2 separate regions of the Capra hircus genome follow, and region 1 is linked to region 2. Evidence: chromatin contacts called from public Hi-C data. All regions are on one chromosome and are shown on one strand. Each heading gives the region's core, a stretch centred on a gene start, on an enhancer-like site or on the middle of the called end of the contact. The rest is flanking DNA. Distances are from core to core; before and after follow the strand shown.

What was found. A called contact is a pair of places that touch in the nucleus more often than the background predicts.
Region 1: a contact with region 2 is called in a Hi-C map of blood, with 2.5 times the contacts expected there. The contact joins the promoter of PCNX1 here to the enhancer-like site in region 2. A contact is called at or near these places in 2 of 5 Hi-C or Micro-C datasets (blood and liver).

Annotation. Positions count from the first base shown.
Region 1 is chr10:20,569,468-20,572,203 of ARS1.2, reverse strand. PCNX1 (pecanex-like protein 1) reads left to right here and starts at 1,338. Exons shown (of 36, transcript XM_018054011.1): 1 at 1,338-1,851. The coding sequence starts at 1,699.
Region 2 is chr10:20,517,143-20,519,842 of ARS1.2, reverse strand. All of the region lies in intron 5 of PCNX1 (pecanex-like protein 1), which reads left to right. Among named protein-coding and RNA genes, the nearest start is that of PCNX1, 52 kb to the left of the region's middle. Within about 2 kb of position 1,357, at least 1 of the 5 cell types and tissues checked has an H3K27ac peak or open chromatin away from gene starts, as enhancers often do.

The sequences.
Region 1 (2,736 bases), core at 89-2,588, 52 kb before region 2:
GCCCCAGGTGACCTGAAGCAGAGCAGTTATTGATTAGTTCAAACTCTTATCTGAGTGTATAAGGTGGAGAGTACTGAAAAATAAACTTCCAAAGTTCAGTCCATGCAGTTAGGATGACTGCTGGTGCCAGAGGTCTTTTCAATCCCATCAGAAACTCGGACAATCACTTAGTTTCTTTGAGCTTGTGTTTCCTAACCCATAAAATAAGGGTAGCCTCTATGCTGCCCTTACAGGAGTATTGTGAAGGTCAAATGAAATGGGTGTGGGAATGTGTTAACAGGAAAGCTGTATGACTCTGGAGACACTGCAATGGTTTTTCAATCTTCTTAAAACGTCAGCCCCTGTTTCTTTGGACTGTCTTGCTTTTCTCATTAATTACAGTAACTTTATTCCAGGAGTAGAGAGTACTTTTATTGCTATTATAAACTCAAACTTTTTTTTAAAATCTCGTTCAATGAGATCAGACACGCCTTACAAACGTTACTCAGAGCCAAGAATGATTCCCATTCTTTACAGTTATAAAAAGAAAAATACAAGACCCTATTGTGACTTGAGGTGGAGTCAGTTAATCTTTCAATCCTGTTTAAACTGGCCCATTAAAAAAAAAAACACCAAAAAACTGCTACAAGTCACAGCACGTTATAAAAATAAAATCACCGTATACAATGCTCAACCTCTCCACCCTATGCTTTCACATCTTTTGCAGCTTCTATTAATTCATCTGTCGTGGGAAGTAGTAAATCTGTTCAGTCCTGGCCGTGGCTATTTTTCTCAGTCAAGGGCCTCTAGCTCGCTTTATGGGCCAACACAGTTCTTGCTCAAATCGGGCGGTTTGTCGTTTTCAACCGTCATCAGCTGTACCTAATTCTTTTGGGCCTTCCATGAGTAGCTCAGATATGAGCCTCTTGTTCCTTAGGTCTTTCCTAAATATCATGAGACGTCAGCTAGGATGTTAACCAGGTTCTAAGGACAACGTTTCGGGGGTAAAAGACCCGCTTCCTAGAGTGTGAGGAACGTGCCAGGTTCGGGCACCAGGAGCGCACTGGGGGTCTGCCACAGCAGGGACTCGCGGTCCCCGGAACCTCGGCAGCCCCCGCCCCCGGCCCGGGCCCGCGACTGCGCGCGCTGCCCCCGGGCGCCGGCAGGAGGCGCCCCCGGCGGCCGAGGCGCTGCGCGCACCCGTGGGGACAGCCCAAGGGGCGGAGGGAGAGGAGAGGAGGAGCTGGAGGGGGGCGCGGCTTGCTCCCGGTCCCTCCCGGGCGCCGGGCCTCCTTCTCCGCCGGGCCCAGGGCTGGCGGCCGGCGGGGGTCGCGGCGGCGGCGGCGGCGGCGGCGGCGGCGGCGGCGGCAGCAGCGGCGGCACTGGCTGGCCGCCGTCGGCGGGGGCCTGGCTCCGGCTCCGGGTGTGAGGAGACAAGATGGCGGCGGCGCTGTGGAGGCCGGTCTCCTCCTCTTCTCCGCTCTCCTCCGCCCCGCCGCTCGCCGCCTCCTCCTCGGTCTCCTCCTCCTCGTTCGCTGCCTCCTCCTCCTCCTGCTGCTGCAGCAGCCCTAGCGACCGCCGAAGCGCCGGCCGGCTCTCCCGGAGCTCCGGAGGGGGATAGACGGGGCAGCTGCGGGCTCCGGCGACCCGGAGGCAGAGCTGGGGCCGGGGCGGGGACGGCGGCGGGGACGGCGGCGGCGGCGGCGGCGCCGGGTGGGGATGGGGTCGCAGACGCTGCAGATCCTCCGGCAGGGGGTGTGGGCCGCGCTCAGCGGGGGCTGGTACTACGACCCGCACCAGGCCACCTTCGTGAACGCGCTGCACCTCTACCTGTGGCTCTTTCTTCTCGGCCTGCCCTTCACCCTCTACATGGTGAGTGTGTGGGGGCGGGGAGGAGGGTGGCTCCTTCCCCTCCTGGCGGGCCGGGTTTCCCGAGTCCGGCGGGCGGTCGCGCCTCCCTGGCCCCGGGCCGGGTGTGTGTGTGTGCGCCCTCTTCCCCTCTCCGGCGCGCGCCCCCCCGCCATCCCGCGCCCCTGGGGGCCCGCCGCCCGGCTCCCGCTCCAGTGCGCCCCCTCCCCCGCTCCCCTCCCTGGAGGGCTTCCCCCTGTTCAGCGAGCACAGGAAAAGCGGATCGGCAGCGGCCCCCACCTCCCGCCCCCGGGCGCCCAGCCCGTTTACTGGGAGATAGTAGCTGCCTAGGCCCCCTTCTTCGGGGTTCGGCTGGGCTGGGAGGGGGTCCTGATCCTGCCTTCTCCAGCCTTTCCACCCCGCGGGTAAAGCCCCCAAGTACGGTCGTGGGCGCCCAGCCTTCTGCTCCGGAGGGCCGCTGCGTCCATCCCTGGGCACGCGCGTGCTTATTTGCGCTCCGCGCCGGACAACACCCCCCCCATCCCGGGCACTCCCTTCCCCTCGAGGCGTTCTCGCCTCTCCTCTCCGAGGAGGACCCTCGCTCCAGCGTGTCCGCGTGCGGAGCCCTCGGAGCGGGGTGGGGGGAGAGAATGTGTGCCGCTCCGTGTGGAATGCATCTGTGGGGCGCCCGGGCTCCTCTCAACTCGCTTCGACGTGGTGGTTGAAAATCTGGCTCTCACCCTTCCTGCCTCGCAGAATCCCGTTTTTGCTTACCATTGGTTCTTTTCTGTTCAGCTCCGTGGTCAGTGGTGGTTATTTCCAGGCCAGCTTTCGGGGGAGGGAGCGGGGGAGATACGGGGACTCTGGCTGGCATTTCAACAGATTTGTTTGGGTTGGTTCAAGGCCTTG
Region 2 (2,700 bases), core at 108-2,607:
TGAAAAGGAGAAAACTGAAAAGGAGCAGATTTAGAAGTGGGGAGAGCATGGTGAAGGGCATGAGAAGGGGTTCATTTAGGGCATATCAGGTATGAGTTGCTGTAGGACCTCTAAACAACAGTAGTTAGTAGATAATTAGATAGGCTTGGATTTTAGATAAGAAATCTGGGTTGAGGTTTTAAGTTTAGGAGTTTTCAGTATATAAATTAAAAAAAAAAGATTCAGTTATGTCAGACGTGGGGTTGGGTTAGTATGAAGTTCATGAACTAGCAGGGAATGCCTGTATCGTTAGCTGGGCCTGGAGTTCAGGCAGCCTGGTTCCCTGACCCAGATCCCTGTAGGTCTGGGCTGCGGTTTGGCACCACCTAGTGGCTGTTGTTCATTCTGGCTTAATAGCTGAGACTCTGCTGGCTCTCTGGCTGCTTTGGATTTACAGGACAGTGACCTTTAGTTATTTGGTTAGCAGTTAGTTGACTAGTTGGCACTCATTCTATCACCCTGATTCAGGATGATTGGGAGAAAACTGAGGTTGTGGGCATGTGTCAGGTATGTTTTCTAAGAAGGGATTATCTGCAGTTTCCCTCCTTAGCTTCATTCATGTCTTCCCTACCCAAGATCAGAACTCTAGTCCATCCCTGTGTGAGTACTGAGGCTGGGTAGAAGACAGAGAAACTAATTACAAGGTATTTCTGAATTTTAGTTATTTCGGGGCCAGAATATTAGATGAGATGTATGAGAGAGAGAGAGTATAGGTAGAAAAATGAAGGAGTTCCAACAGTCGAGCTCTGAGCCACTGCAGTCTAATAAATCCAGGAGACTGAATTGGAGCAACTGGTGAGGCAGAGGGGCACATCCCCACATCTCAGGGAGAGTGGTCAGCTTTGTCAGAGGTTGCTGGTAGGCCAAGTTATATGAGACTGAGACTTGACCGTTGAACTCCACAGCACAGAGGATGTTGGTGAGCTTGATAGCTTCTTAATGGGGTGGGAGTAGAATACATGTCAGAGGAGAATAACTGAAAACAGTGACTATAGACTACTTTTTGGTGAATGTCATCGGCGGTTGTTATAAAACTCCTTAAAACAAAAAACTATGAAAACATGCCATAAAAAGGTTGAGTAGATGATATTGTCTTAATAGTAACACCATGCAGGTACTAAAACGCATTTAAAGAGTACACAATAATATGAGAAAATATCTGAAGTGAAAAGATGGCGCTGTATAGAACCATGACTGGGCTCCCCTAGTGGCTCAGTGGTGAAGAGTCTGCCTGCCAGTGCGGGAGACACGGGTCCAGTCCCCGATTCAGGAGGATCCTGCACGCCTCGGGGTGGCTAAGCTCACGCGCCACAGCTGGTGAGCCTGTGCTCTGGGACCTGGGAGCTGCAACCACTAAGCCCACATACGGCCGCGGCTGAGGCCCATGAGCCCTGGAGCCCGTCTCTGCAACGAGAGAAGCCGCCGCATGAGAAGCCCACACATTGCAACTGGGGAATGGCCCCACTCGCCACAACTGGAGAAAGGCCCGCCCGGCAGCAAAGATCCAGCAGAGCCCAAAAGCTATTTGTAAATAAAATGATTTTAAAAAATAGGGTTCCAATCTGTAAGCGTGTAAGAGAACACTAAGGGTATGTGTGCATATGTTCGCAAGAATGTTAAAAGTAATATACCGTATTTAGCCATAAAAGAGAATAAAGTCCTGATTCATAATATAGCATGCAAAGTGAAAGAAGTCAGATACAAAAAGTCACATTGGAACATTATATAGTTCCATTTACATGAAATGTGCAGAATAGGCAAGTGCATAGGGACAGGAGTGGTTGCCAGAGGCTGAAGAAGGAAATGAGTGTAATGGGTATACGTTTCTTTTTGGGATGATGCAAAGATTCTAGAATTAGACAGTGGTCATGAGTGCCCAAATCTGTGAATATACTAAAAACCACTGAATTTTATTCTTAAAAGGGTGAGTTTTATGACATGTAAATTATACCACAATAAAAAGGAAAAAAGTGACACACCAAAAAGTATTAACAGTTATCTCAGTGGCAGAAATGTAAATCATTTTCTTCCTCATACTTAACTGGATTTTATAGAATTAACATTTTACTTTTATAAACAAAAATCATAACTTCCTTCTCTCTTCTAGATCATCCTCAGCAATTATAAAAAACAAACTACTTTATTTCTCTTACATTCCTGAAAAATCCACCTCTCTTCCTTTATCCTCACCTCCTCTGTTACCTGTCACCTTGTATCCCTGGTGTCCTTGACATGAATAATCTTTTCCAGAACCTTGTACAAATACCTGATTTTATCTTTTAGCAGGAATTTCTCGAAGTAGATTATTGATCAAAGGGTAGGTATGCTTTTTGAAGGTTTTTGGTTACCTTGCCAGATTTCTTTGTAGAAGGTTGGTTGCACCAGTTTGCACACCATGAATAGTGTGTTAGATGCCTTTCTTAATCTGAATACTACTAGTAGCAATCACTGGAAAAAACCTTAATTGGGTGAAAAATAGTATCTCTCTGGGTTGATTTGATCCTGTCTCTGACAGTATTGCTACCAGGAAGAAAAAAATGTCTTAAGAAAGCATGTTTACTTAAAATTTCCTAAAACCACCTAAAATTCTTCCTGACAGAGTCAAATTTACTATGATATGTTTATTTAGCAACACTGAAGAAACCAAATGCATTAAATTAA